Linked DNA regions of Mus musculus: regions 1 and 2 are each linked to region 3. A link is a contact called in public HiChIP or PLAC-seq and promoter capture Hi-C data. All regions are on one chromosome and are shown on one strand. Each heading gives the region's core, a stretch centred on a gene start, on an enhancer-like site or on the middle of the called end of the contact. The rest is flanking DNA. Distances are from core to core; before and after follow the strand shown. Region 1 overlaps Ncf2 (neutrophil cytosolic factor 2). Region 2 holds the start of Ncf2 (neutrophil cytosolic factor 2). Region 3 holds the start of Dhx9 (DEAH (Asp-Glu-Ala-His) box polypeptide 9).

What was found. Promoter capture Hi-C pulls out the DNA fragments that hold promoters and counts their contacts. HiChIP or PLAC-seq counts read pairs in DNA pulled down with a chosen protein or histone mark.
Region 1: a contact with region 3 is called in a promoter capture Hi-C map of embryonic stem cells, with 2.9 times the contacts expected there. The contact joins the enhancer-like site here to the promoter of Dhx9 in region 3. A contact is called at or near these places in 1 of 39 promoter capture datasets (embryonic stem cells), 10 of 484 Hi-C or Micro-C datasets (bone marrow-derived DN2 thymocytes, bone marrow-derived macrophages, centroblasts and 4 more), 13 of 115 datasets of contacts at active chromatin or transcription factors (the SCID.adh cell line, astrocytes, bone marrow-derived macrophages and 7 more) and 4 of 9 other capture datasets (adipose tissue, embryonic stem cells, liver and 1 more).
Region 2: an H3K27ac HiChIP or PLAC-seq map of the NIH/3T3 cell line shows a contact between it and region 3, with 4 times the contacts expected there. The contact joins the promoter of Ncf2 here to the promoter of Dhx9 in region 3. A contact is called at or near these places in 1 of 15 datasets of contacts at CTCF or cohesin (large pre-B cells), 2 of 484 Hi-C or Micro-C datasets (both in embryonic stem cells), 10 of 115 datasets of contacts at active chromatin or transcription factors (the NIH/3T3 cell line, embryonic stem cells, epiblast stem cells and 3 more) and 3 of 9 other capture datasets (embryonic stem cells, liver and pancreatic islet).

What each region holds. Positions count from the first base shown.
Region 1 is chr1:152,829,616-152,833,970 of GRCm38.p6, forward strand. Ncf2 (neutrophil cytosolic factor 2) reads left to right here. Exons shown (of 16, transcript NM_010877.5): 9 at 737-878; 10 at 1,078-1,146; 11 at 1,999-2,074; 12 at 3,708-3,730; 13 at 4,162-4,313. Among named protein-coding and RNA genes, the nearest start is that of Ncf2, 32 kb to the left of the region's middle. Within about 2 kb of position 2,851, at least 60 of the 459 cell types and tissues checked have an H3K27ac peak or open chromatin away from gene starts, as enhancers often do. A contact at or near this core is called in bone marrow-derived macrophages, embryonic stem cells and microglia, where this site is marked.
Region 2 is chr1:152,798,568-152,803,320 of GRCm38.p6, forward strand. Ncf2 (neutrophil cytosolic factor 2) reads left to right here and starts at 1,586. Exons shown (of 16, transcript NM_010877.5): 1 at 1,586-1,946.
Region 3 is chr1:153,484,785-153,489,204 of GRCm38.p6, forward strand. Dhx9 (DEAH (Asp-Glu-Ala-His) box polypeptide 9) reads right to left here and starts at 2,876. Exons shown (of 28, transcript NM_007842.2): 1 at 2,749-2,876.

The DNA.
Region 1 (4,355 bases), core at 1,601-4,100, 660 kb before region 3:
AATTATTTGTTTTTTGTATGTGACTAGACTGTAGCTGTCTTCAGACACACATCAGATCCCATTACAGATGGTTGTGAGCCACCATGTGGTTGCTGGGAATTGAACTCAGGACCTCCGGAAGAGAAATCAATACTCTTAACCACTGAGCCATCTCTCCAGCCTGGAGGCTCACATTTCTTTTTTTTTTCTTTTTTTTCCAAGACAGGGTTTCTCTGTGTAGCCCTGGCTGTCCTGGAACTCTCTTTGTAGACCAGGCTGGCGTCGAACTCAGAAATCTGCCTGCCTCTGCTTTTGCCTCCCGAGTGCTGGGATTAAAGGCATGTGTCACCACCACCCAGCGGAGGCTCACATTTCTGACCCCCACCTTTGAGAGGCAGAGACAGGAGGATTGCTGGAAGTACAGGCCAGCAAGTGCTAAGGGAAAGGAATTTATTCTGGACCTGCTGTCACACCACAGGCTACAAGAGTTAAAAGCATGTAACTTTTGGGTTCTTGGATCCCATCGTGGTGTTCCCTGGGAGAAGGGGAACTCCTGTGTGCTACAGAACACACTCACATGGTGTTCTCGCCTTGTCTTCTCGGGGTCCTGGGTGGCAGCACCCGACACTGGTCTTGTAGGCAGTAAGATGTGGAATTAGAGTGAGTGCCAAGCTAAGTCTCTGGCCTCAAGTGCTTCCCCAGTAAGGGGATATGGTCCAAGCTGAATGGTGGGCTCAGTCTTCTGTGTACCCCTCAGGGCTCTGGAAGGTGAGGCACACCGCGTATTGTTTGGCTTTGTGCCGGAGACGCCAGAAGAGCTACAGGTCATGCCTGGGAACATCGTCTTTGTCTTGAAGAAGGGCAGTGATAACTGGGCCACAGTCATGTTCAATGGACAGGTATGGGGGTGGGGTGGGGTGGGGTGGGTGGTTCGGGGAGATGCTAAGGGCACAGAGACAGTATCTGCTGCATCATTTGCAGAACTCCCAAAGGTCATCATCTGTGTGCTGTTTCTACCCATGGCTGCAGGCTGTTCTATGCTCTGGGTACTAATGAGTCTTTGTTTTCCCTTCTGGATTCTGGAATGTGACACTGCAGAAGGGGCTTGTCCCCTGCAACTACCTGGAGCCAGTTGAGCTTCGGATTCACCCTCAGTCGCAGCCCCAGGTACTGTCGTGCTGAGGCCTAGCCTGTTGCTCTCACCCTTCACACAACTCTCTAGAGTTGAAAGGGATGGCCTCCCTGTCATAGAAGGAAGACTCAACAGATCTGGGCCACTCAAGCTGGTATCAGATGCCCAGAGCTGAGCCTGTGTCGAGTGGAGGCAACAGTTATTCTACTGGACTGGCCTACCTCTGTTAGTCCTCCTGGTCAGGGAGACATAGGCAGCAAAGCCTAACGGTTTAGGGCTAGGTATTCCCAAGCCCGCCTCTTCACCAGGGAGAAGAGTCAGCTTGTTTGGTTGGTACAGTGCCACTGAAAAGGAAAGTAAGAGTTGGGGATGTAGCTCCAATGGGAGAGCACTCGCATAGCATGAAGCCCTGGGCTCAATCCTCAGTGCGGAACAAATCAGACGGGAAGCCATATGCTCCTAACACATGGGATGTGGAGGCAGGAGGATCAGAAGTCTGTCATCTTTAGCTACGTGGCACTCTGATGACAGACAGCCTATAGTCTCTCTTCACACTCAAGAACAGCGTGTGCTGAGTCACAGAACTGAGGTGCTTTGAAGTTGAAAATGTCCTGCCAATGGGAAATGGAATTTTCCCTTTCTCAGTACACTCCGCAGCTGAGACAGAAGCGTGCCATGTCACCTGACGCTGATGGGTTTTCAGCATGGTCGAAAAGATGGCAAAGGGTTTTGTATGTGGGCGTTAGGGTTCTTATTGCTCCTGAGAGTTAGCCTCCTTTCCTGTGTCATAGCGTTCCACTTTAGGAAGCCATTTGCATCTAGCTTCTTTCCAAGGAAACCCTCTTGTGCTTTTGTCTGACCTTTTTGTTTCCTCTTGTCACCTCCAGGAAGATACCTCTCCAGAATCCGATATTCCACCACCTCCTAATTCTAGCCCCCCAGGAAGACTCCAGTTGTCACCAGGTTGGTGGCCCCGAGGAAGGAGCTCTCTCTCTCAGATGCTTCATGAAAACAGACAGCTGTTTTCAGAGTCATTTAGGAAATTCTCGTTTCTTTTGCATACCATGCACCTTGCTTTACCTAGCATGCTCCTTGTTTTACCCAGCATGCACCTTGCTTTATGACTACATTTTTCCAGAGCCCTGTCTTGCTTGCACCATCCATCATCCCCCTGAAACATGATGGCAGTGCCCTGCCCTCACCTGCTTAGAAATGAGTGCAGGTAATGGGGCCCGCCAGTGGCCATCATCAGAGCAGTCACCAGGTGATCCTTTGCTAACTACCTAAAGCCGGTGGGAGGAAAAAGGCTGCAGCAAGCGCATTTTCACACCTCAGCTCTTGTCAAACCACTGAGTTGCACATGTCTGCAGAGCAGAGCCCCCAGGGCTTGAACAAAGGACCACTGGATGGTGTGGATGGAAGATCTTCCCAGAAGGACTTCTCATAATCTGGGGTGGGAAAATGATGACTCTTTGTTCCTGGTGAGCTTCAGCAGATGCTCCAGTAGATGACAGAGTCATCCTGCGCACGACCACCTGATGACCAAAGACTGCTTTGGTGGCCCTCCCCTGCATACTTATTTGGAAAGCTGCGAACCTACAGAGAAGTTGGAGGTGGGGTACACTGAGTGCCACAACACTTTTCACTTAAACACAGCAGCTCTGGGCCAGCCAGGTGGCTCCACAGTCAAAGACGCTTGCTGCACAGTCCTTGTGGCCTGAGTGCACTCACAGGGCCTCCATAAAACAGGAACTGGAGAATCAACACCACAAAGGAGCATGGCTTGCCTCCGTGCATGTCAGGGCGTGTGCCCTTGCATCACAAACATTTTAAATGGAAACAACCCGTCAGCTACTTACATTTTACTTCATGTATTTGGACTCTTCTCTACCCCTCCTCCCCTGAGAGCCACTTAAATATAAGTTAGAGATCCATGATCGAGCCTACCAGGATAGAAGTCCCCTGGGAACAAGCATGGCTTCTGCCTACAGAGTGCACTTCTCATCCAGAACATCTGCCCTTGATAGGTATCACCTACTCCACATGTAAATGCCTCGGTGGCCCCATCCAGTGTCCCTCATAGTTTTTTTTCTTACCTTTTCTGTCTGGAGGACACACACTGAAAAGGTTGGAGTACCAGGCTCCTAGGCCTTTGATTGATTTTAGCAAAAGTTCCCAAGGGATTCGAATAATCAGCAGCACAGAGGTTCTTCCATCCTCAGTAGTAAAGGGTCTCAGACTTCACTTATACACACTTTGCTGTGCTAACATAGTGTGCATTTCAGACCATAAACACACACAAAACAGGGCCATGAAATGGTAATCATCTTCCTGGTGCTTCTGCCTGGGGCCTGGGGTTATCACACGTCCATCTTCCCTCTGTCTGTCTTGGATCCTCCAGGGTTAGCTGGCCTTTGAGCCAGTCCCCATAGTTACCTACCTGCAGCGCCCTGGAAGCAGACACCAGCTCTGCTCACACATTTGCGCTCTCTATGCTCCTCTAGATCCACCCTGGATGTTAAAGGGTAGGGAGATGGGCACTGTGGGTGGCAGGTGCCACTATGAGTGTTCACTTACCATCTCCTTTTCCATTTAGGTCACAAGCAAAAAGAGCCCAAGGTAAGTTTTTCCTTGTTTCCAAGTGGAGATGGGTGAGCATGGCTTGTCTAGCATGAGATATCTCTTAGAATATGGACTATCAATGAAAGGGTTGAATCAGTTGCTACCTGACTCTCCATCTACACGTCATCCTAGCCCCTAGCTGAGCACATAGCTCAGTAGAAACTTCTGTCTCAGTGTGCTGGATTGGAGCCCTCTGAAAGACCTCTCAGGGAATGCAGAAATGGGCTGTTTATTAATATACAGTTGTCTACTGATTTTTTAACTTATTAGATTTATTATTAACTGGTAAAAACCAGCTGTTTATTAAACACCCCCCTTTCCCTGAGGCACTCCTGGTGCCCATACACAAAGTGGTGGAAGGCTGTGGTGGTCCAGGATGCTGTCAACAACCTCAGCCGCTAAGGTGGTCTTCCTTCCTCCTGCCTCAGGAACTGAAGCTCAGCGTGCCTATGCCTTACATGCTCAAGGTGCATTACAAATACACAGTGGTCATGGAGACGCGGCTTGGCCTCCCCTACAGCCAGCTTCGGAACATGGTGTCTAAGAAGCTGGCGCTCTCGCCAGAACACACTAAACTGAGGTAAACCCCATGAAGTCGGGAGCTGGGGATGCAGCAGGGGTG
Region 2 (4,753 bases), core at 336-2,835, 690 kb before region 3:
TAAACATTTGAGGCCAGCCTGATCTACAGAATGAGTTCCAGGATACCCAGGGCTACACAGAAAAACCCTGTCCTGAGGAGGAAAAAGAAAGAAATGGTTACTTATTTGCTGGGTGGCACATGCCATTAATCTCAGAAGTCAGGAGGCAGATCTCTCAGTTAGATGTGTTGTTCCAGGAACCACGAACTCCAAAAGATCACCAAGCAGCCCTTTGCGATGTAATAGCATTAGGGTCTCTTTATTACAAGCGCAGGCTTGGGCTCTCCTCCATCCCAATCCTGACACAGCAAGGACAGAAAGGGAAGGTGGAGCGGCCTCGAACCCTCAGCAGGACAAGTTTTTATAGAAAAATAGGAGCAAGGGAGGGGGTGAGGGAGAGGGTGTCCAGTCTGGCAAGCATCTAATAGAATGGCTATAAGCTGAGAGGTGGGTGCTCTGAAATAAGGCCGTATACAAATAGCCTGAAGGTACATCTGAAACAGTCAGACTAATCTTTGATTAACTATTGATAGGAAGTAGCCAGGAAGTGTCCTCTGGCCAAGGACAAGCCGTGTGGTCCTTCCTGGTACGTGGGTACAGTCCCAAGATGGGGTAGGTTTGGTCTCTCAGATGGCCAGTCTGGCCTACTGATCAAGTTCCAAGACAGACAGGCCTACAAAGAGAAACCCTGTATTGAAAATCCAAAACAAAAGGCAAGCTTGATGGCACACTAAATTGTAAGGGCTTAGACTTTGGCTGGAACTCAGAAGAGCCCTGGGAAAAACTGAGCTCGGGTGCTTCTCAGTCTCCTCTCTGCCACCTCCCCTGACCCCTGCTCTGGAGGGCAGAGCATGGCAGAACCTACCGCTCCCTCTCCTGACCCTAAATTCTGATTCTCCCCCCCACCCCCCAAGACAGGGTTTCTGGCTGTCCTAGAACACTCCGTAGACCAGGCTGGTCTCGAACTCAGAAATCCACCTGCCTCTGCCTCCCAAGTGCTGGGATTAAAGGCATGCACAACTACTGCCAGGCTTAAATTCTGATTCTTGAGAGCTAGAACTTCACAGGCCTTGCTGTGTGTCCATTGTATTCCAACCGGCTGGGAGTGTTTCGGTCCAAATGTGGGCCGTGCTTTTGCTGTGGTTCAGACAACAGATCCCAGAAAAGAGGAGGGAGCATGGATGCTTCACTTACTGTCATACGTTGGCAGACACATGCAGAATGACCACATGCTTTCAGCTGCTACAACAGAGGAATCAACAGAGAATCTTAGAGATTTCCATCTTACTAAATGTGGAAATGGTTGGGTTTCGAACTTGGGACAAATGGCTTAGGTGGCTATAGCATATCAAAGCAGAGCTGGCCACCAGCTTCTCTCTGTAATCCTCCACCCTCTACGTGTCACAGAGCCTCCTATCAGGCATACCCTGCCTCCTATCCTGAACTCTTGGGCCTTGAGGTCTGCTCTTCCCTACATAATCCAATCATTTCTGTAACCTGCTGTCTTTGTGCCTTTGGGCCTCCTGGCTGCTGTGCCTGGCTCCTCCCACTCCCTTCTTCCTCCCCTTCCCTCTCCCCACATAGCACAGCTCAGCCTGTTCCTGTCTATTCAGCACTCTCCCGGAGGTCCCTGACTCTGGCTGTGCTCTCTCTCCCACACAGCTATAATAAACTCTCTCCTCCACCATATCTGGGAACAGTCATGTTCCTTTTCCTTTCTTATTTCTTTTCTTTCTTTTTCTTTTTTTTTTTTCCCATTCAGAGTGTGTTTCTAACTCGTCACACTCTTCCTTTTCCTGTGATGACAAGGTCGGTGTGAAGCTTTGTGTTTCGAGCTTGACAGGATCTAGATGAGCCTCAGGTCACACCTCTGAGGGATCGTCTGCCTTAGGTTAACTGAGGTAGAGCATCTGCTATGAAAAGTGACCAGGACTTGGGTCCTCCCTGCATAAAGAGAAGAAGGCTACGTGAGTATGAGTTGGTCCCCTGCATCCTGACAGTGGGTGCCTTGTGACCAGCTGCTTCAGGGTCTGACACCATGATTTATCCACCATCATGGACTGTACCCTGGAGACTAGTGAGCCCAAATCAACCCTGCCTTCATTACGATGTTTCTGTCGGAGTGTTTTACCACAGCAAGAAAATTGACTACTTCACAGCTTCTCCTCCTGTGATATCAGAAACCACTTGGTCTCCAGTAGTCTTTAGCCTTAGATGTCCTCGGTGCGAGAGTCCTTGCCTGAGGAAGCAAGCCGAAGAAACTGCATATGCGATCCCAGCGCAATCATGAAAGAAACCACATAACGTTATCTGAAAGAGCCCCCCAGCACTGCGATGGGATAGCGTGTGGGGGTTCAGCATTCTGAAAGAATGCAGAACTGAAAAGGATGACTGTAGCCCCAAAGAGAGCTAAGATGTGTGGGGCGTGACACCATTTTATTAAAATGTCTTAGATCTGCCATATTTACTCAGAATGTTAGGTGCTAGGTTCTGTGGGAAACAAGGAAAGCAGAAGGGCGCTCCCTGCCTCTAGCACTTACAGCAGAGCCCCTGTGTTCAGGTGCTGGGATAGAGAATGAAGAGAAATGCAGAGGAAGGGAAATCAATCTCTGTGGCCTTCTCGGGGTCAGGGAGGGTTTCATGTCGGGTGTGAGACAAAACTGATTCTCTGAGGACAGGCAGGTGGGCTCTGGTTGCACAGGCCTGGAATTCTAGCTACTTAGGTTGTGGCGAATTCAAGCCAGACCTAGGCTGCAAAGCAAGTTCAAGGACAGTCTTGGAAACCTAGTGAGATCCTGTCTCAAAATCATTTTTTAAAAGCCGGGGAAGGGGCTGGAGTTGGAGGTCAACGGTAAAGTACTTGCACAACATGTGAGAGGCTCTGGGTTTGATCTTCAGTACCGGTGGGGTGGGGTGGGGTAGGCTGGGAGGATGGATAACAGTAAAGTCTTCAGAAAAACGTATGATGAGAATCCACATTTAGGGTCTCAATTGTTTATTTGGTTAATTACCCATTCAGCCAATCATGAGAGTTTTACTAAGTATCCCTAGGAAGATGCTGGCATTGTTTGAAGTATACAGAGCTGAAAATGACCCCAGTCTCTTGCATGCTTAATATGAGGGTTCTTTGAAAGAATAAGTATACCTTACACATTCATTGTGACTAGGGTAGTCTGCCAACCAAATAAAACAGCAGTCATGATTTTAAAGGCTACCTGTGGCTATCTAAAGTCACGTAGAATCTAGATCATTTTTCTCTTGCTCCATTTTCCTTCCTTCTCCTCTGTCTCTGTCTCCAAAAACCCCAGCTTCGCCTCCCTTTTCCCTGTCCAATTACAGGCTTCTTGTTGTATTAACATTCAAATTGATTGGACCTGGAAAATTCTGCTACACAAAACTGCTGGGGTCCCACCCCCACATTCAGGTACTGAGATGGAGCACGGAGAGGCAGAGCAGAGGTTGATGATCTCTGGCCTTTAACCCTCTCTTGTTCTTCTGGGCCAACAGCTGATGGCTTCTGGAAATTAACTCTCTCTTGGTATTGGGGGCGGGAGTTGGGTGGGGAGGGAGGGTGCTGGTGGCAAAAGCTGACAATTAACTCCTGCTAATAGCAGCAGAGGATTAAGAAAAGAAACTTAGTTATTTGGGCTCTTTATTCTTTGACTCAGGCCTCTTGCTGTCCAGGTGAGAGGCCCAGAGATCCTTAACCAAATGAAAAGAGAGAGAGAGGGAGAGAGAGAGAGAGAGAGAGAGAGAGAGAGAGAGAGAGAGAGAGAGAGAAAGTCAGGCACACACAGAGAAGCAGAAAATGGCTATACCACCCCTTTATTGTTGTTCTTAGTTTTTAGTTTTTATACCTTCTCAGGATAATTGATCACATGGTGGTTTTTGTTTTGTTTTGTTTTGTTTTGTTTTTTGGTTTTGGTTTTTCGAGACAGGGTTTCTCTGTATAGCCCTGGCTGTCCTGGAGCTCACTTTGTAGACCAGGCTGGCCTCGAACTCAGAAATCCGCCTGCCTCTGCCTCCCGAGTGCTGGGATTAAAGGTGTGCGCCACCACGCCCGGCTGATCACATGGTTTTTAAAGCATTCTTACATTCCATAAGTTCATAGTAAGTTTAAGGCAAAATGGTTCATGTCATGGGTCGATAAGGCTTCAGGAGTTACAGTAACATTGTTTACATGTCTTTCCATTAAGACTAGTACCTGAATAAATAGTCACTATTTTATGGTTCTACAAGATCATTATAAGTTTAAAGTAATAGTTTTTATGTTCCAAGTTAGCATGGGTTTGTCAAGAGACAAATCATCTGCCTTGTGTCTTATTATTTTAATCTTGTATAGGTAAACTAGTTCATCACTTATTTTCTGTCCTTGCACCTACAATAAATTGCCCACCTCCAGTTTATGACCTTTAGTTACCAGAGAGTGGCCTCATTCTTAACCTACAAGAATGTTTTCCCTGAGTGTAAATTTGTTCCAAGCCAGTTTTCTTTTCCTAGAGCAATAAGCTCATGAACCTGAAGGTTTACAAAACTCTATTTGCAGCTTTTATTCTATAGGGGGCTTGAAATTACTTGTATTAGTTTAGGAGTATAAAATCATTATCAGGAATTATGAAATCATCAGTTCATCTACACAGCATTGCTGCATGAAAGTACATCTCCATATTTATTCTGCAAGAGAGCTTCCCAATAGGATGGGCTGATGCCCAGGAAGCAGTAGGCTATGCAATAGTGACAGGAAAGACCTATCAGCAGCGAGAAGCAATCCTGG
Region 3 (4,420 bases), core at 1,626-4,125:
GGTAGGGACTCACGTCTTTAACTTTGGTACCCAGTAACCTTCACTTGGAAGATGGCTATGAACAGAAGTTTACTTGGGGTTACATATAGCACTCTCCACAAACTAAACCCACCAAAACTACAGAAATGGCCACAATTTGTATATAATCAAGCTAAAATCTAAATAAAACCTTTATTTTGACCTATAGCCTAGACTGGCTTCAGCTACCATAAACAGACCAAAAACCAGGGAGGGGCCAGCAGTTTTTTAAGGCCACTCTGATTTACATAACCAGTTCTAGGCCTCCTATGATTACATAGTGAGACAATCTCAAAACAAAAACTTCTTGGGGCTGGAGATGGCTCAGTGCTTTCTCTTACAGCCATTTCTCTTTCAGAGGACCTTGGTTTGATTCCTAGCATCACAAGGTGACTTGCATATACACATTCATAACTCTAGCCCCAAGGGAGCCAAGGCCCTCTTCTGGCAAATGGTACATATACATACCCACAAAATATTCATGCATTAAAAAAAAATCATTTAGAACAGAGGAGAGGAGATCTATTACTACAGTAAGCTGTAAAATGACATCGCACACCAACCAAATCTGACCCCAATAGTCTTGTGGCTCACCAACTTTGACTAGTCATTTGGTAAAGCAGATGACAAAGCCAGATAATACAAATTCAGAAGCTAAAGACATAGAGGCCAGCCTGGTCTACAGAGTGAATCCCAGGACAGCTAGTGCTAAAGAAGAGAAACCCTGTCTCGAAAAAACAAAAAGAAGCTAAAGACAATAGACTCCTTCACAAGTCTGGCTGTTCTGGCTCAGGCATTTAATTCCAGCACTTGGAGAGCAGAGAAGGGCTGATCTCTTTAAGTTGGAGGCTACCAAGTCTACAGAGAAACCCTGTCTCCAAAACAAAAACCCCCAACATAAGTAAATGTACAAAGTAAATGAGTAACAAAATATAGGGCCTATCAAACCCCTTTGTCTCTAGAAAACCCATTTAATTTTAAACATTCATGCTAACTAAGTCCAAACAGATCGATACAGCCCTTAAGGCTCCAAAATTTACCCGAGGAAAATACTAATATTCCCATCTATAAACTAACTAGGCATCTCAGTAATAAATTTATACCTAAGTATATTCTTAGTTGCAACCCAACTTCACAATTGGAAATTCTAATCCGATCCCCAAAGATCTTTCACAGCTATTTCTTGAATCCTTAAAGTGGTGCTGATATCCTTAGTAGATTAGGAACTATTTAATCCTTAAACTGCCTATTGTACTGTTTGGTTTTACTTTTATTACTTTGAACTGAGGAAATTTAAGAAAACTGGAGAATAAAGAGTATAAATGGCCCCCTAGAAATACTCAGCGGTTAAGAGCACTGACTGCTCTTCCAGAGGTCCTGAGTTCAAATCCCAACAACCACATAGTGGCTCACAACCATCTGTAATGAGATGATGCCCTCTTCTGGTGTTTCCAAAGACAGCTACAGTGTAGTTATTTACATAAAATAGCAAGCTGGGCGTGGTAGCATACACCTTTAATCCCAGCACTTGGTAGGCAGTGGCAGGCGGATTTGAGTTCGAGGCCAGCCTGGTCTACAGAGTGAGTTCCAGGATAGCTGGAGCTATACAGAGGAAACCCTATCTCGAAAAACCAAAAAAACAAACAAAAACCCCACAACTTCTTTTACAGACCTAGAACTTATCCTCTTGTCGAGAGCCTAGATGGATGCCAAATTTTCCATCATGTCACATCTGCCCTGCTGTTTTGGCTCCAGAAATGCCTCCACTATTACTCGTTTGTTTTTCTACAGCTCCTCTCTCACTTGCCACCACTACCTGATACGTATACACGTATACTCGTATACACACACATATCGGAATAAATCAAATTTTGTTTTATGAGACAAGATTTCTATGTGTAGTAGCCCCGGACTCAAGAGATCGAACAATACCTTCCACCACCAAACCCCAGTGCTGGAATGAAAGGCTAGAGTCATGGCTCCCAATTTTGTGTTTTCATTCTTGCCACCCGGAAACAAATTCTTTCATCTCTTTTCGCACCCTCAGGTCACGTGGCCGGCCCTCCCTTCCTCCAGGAAGGTCTGGCCTTAGGCGTAACTGATCTCTCATTGCCCTTTGGAGCGGATACACTGTGCACCTCAAAGCCAGACTCAGGCTCGTGCACCCCTCAGACTGAGGCGCCCTCCCTTTCGACCGTTATCTACAGCGGGGCTATCCCGTTGCGCGGTGTAATTCCGCCATCACTTACTAAATCATGCATTCATTTTCCTACCACCTGCTCCTCATCCCGCCCCACCCAGCCATGCCCCGTCACCAGTGCGGAGCGGGAGGACCTGCAGCGAAGCCCCGGACCCCAAAGCGGGCACCCCCACGGGGCCCGGGTGTCCCGGATTAGAACCGCGGACGACCCCCCACCACCACGCGCCGGGTGGCGTCGAGCCGCTACCCCTACACGCAACTGATTACAGACACCCGCCGCCCGTCAGGCCGAGTGAGGAAGAGGCCTCCGAGAGCGGCCAGTCTGTGCAAGGAACCCCAGGGCCTAGGGCCACGGGAGCTCCGCTGCGCGAGGCGCCCACGGCCCGTAAATCCGGGTACCCGCCGCGCTGCCCCTCCCCCACACGCTCGCCCGCCCGCGCCTCACAACAAAGCCACGGCTGAGCCGCGGAGGCCGGCGTCGGCCCGCAGCAATGAGCCCGCGTCCGGGGCCGCAACGCCCCCTTTCTTACCCTCCTCCGCTTTTCCGTGCCCGAGAGCACAGCCTTCTTAGGCGAGTTCGCAGCGCCAACCTTCCACGAGAACGGCGAAAGAACACACCTCACCCGCATGGAAGCAGCGGCGAAATGGCTCCGACTGCAGGACCCAGGGGGCGGAGTCGGCGACTCGCGCCTGCGCGGTAGGCCAACTCCGGAGCCAGCACGCCCCGAGGGGGCGGGGCTTGAACCACTTCCGGGCGCCAAACCTGAGGTCGCGCGAGATCTGCTGGCCTAGGCCCATAATTTCCTGTCAGTCGCTAACCAGCTTGGTTTCTGGAAGTTATGTCTCCTTGCCTTTGTCTTTGTAGAGCAAGCTAGCCCACCACTTAACGCAGTCCACTTGCCTCCACCTCTGAAGGCAAAATTTAGAGACATGCCACCATGGATCTCCTTTTTGATAGTTTATCTTACGTAAGGGCAGTGTTACAGGATTAATCCTTTCAGAGTTTATCAGAATAGCCACTTTAAAATATGCCAAAGCAATGTATTTATGGGTGCTGTATGTTAAAATACAAGGACTGAAGTATTTCTGCTTCATCAAAATGCTGCAGGCAGCCGGGCAGTAGTGGCGCATGCCTTTAATCCCAGCACTTGGGAGGCAGAGGCAGGCAGATTTCTGAGTTCGAGGCCAGCCTGGTCTACAAAGTGAGTTCCAGGACAGCCAAGCCTACACAGAGAAACCCTGTCTCGAAAAACCAAAAGAAAAAGAAAAAAGAAAAGAAATAAAATGCTGCAGGCAGTGTGTAGCATGGTGGCACTTGCCTCCAGTCACAGCACCCAGGAAACAGAGACTGACAGACCTCCGTAAGTTCAAAACAGTCTGGTCTATGTTTAAGGAAGGCCAGGGCAACATAATGAGATCCTGTCTAAACAGCAAAGGAACAAAAACCTTAGAAGTTAAAAGCACTTGTTGCTCTTGTGGAAGGCTTGGATTCAGTTCTCAATCACACAGTGGCTCACACACAACCATAACCTCCATTCCAGGGGACCCAGCAGGTACAACCATGGTGCACTGACCTACAGGCCATAAGACATAAAGTAAAATGAATCTAAGACAAGAAAGAGAGCCCTGGCTTATTGGTTTATTGCCAGGGGTGGTGGTATATGCCATTAATCCCATTGTAGTAAAACCCATTACCCCACCAAAAAGAAAACCCTAGCTCAAGACACAACTTCTCCACTTACCTTTTGGCTGGGGAGAGGGACGAGGGACTCTTTTTTTTTTTTTTTTTTTTTTTCCAAGACAGGGTTTCTTTGTGTAGCCCTGGCTATCCTGGATTTGTAAACCAGGCTGTCCTGGGACTCACAGAGATCTGTCTGCCTCTGCCCCACCCCTCACCCCTCAGGCTGGGATTAAAGGCATGCTCCCAATTATCTCAAAATCCTGTGTTTTGTTTAGCTTCAAGTGAGAAGACTCTTGAGTTTAATACTTGTTTTGAGGGGTGTTGTATTTTTGAAGTACTGAAGAGTAACTCAAGGTTACCCTACTACTAAGCTACACTCAAGCCCAGCATCCCCAACCTAGTTGTCTGTTTGTTGTTGTTTTGTGAAAACTAGCATGCCTCAAGCCCCGATTTGATCTCCACCCATGCGAACAGAATTATGGAAACTTCCAAAGGAGAACGGTGTTTAAAACTCCTCAGGC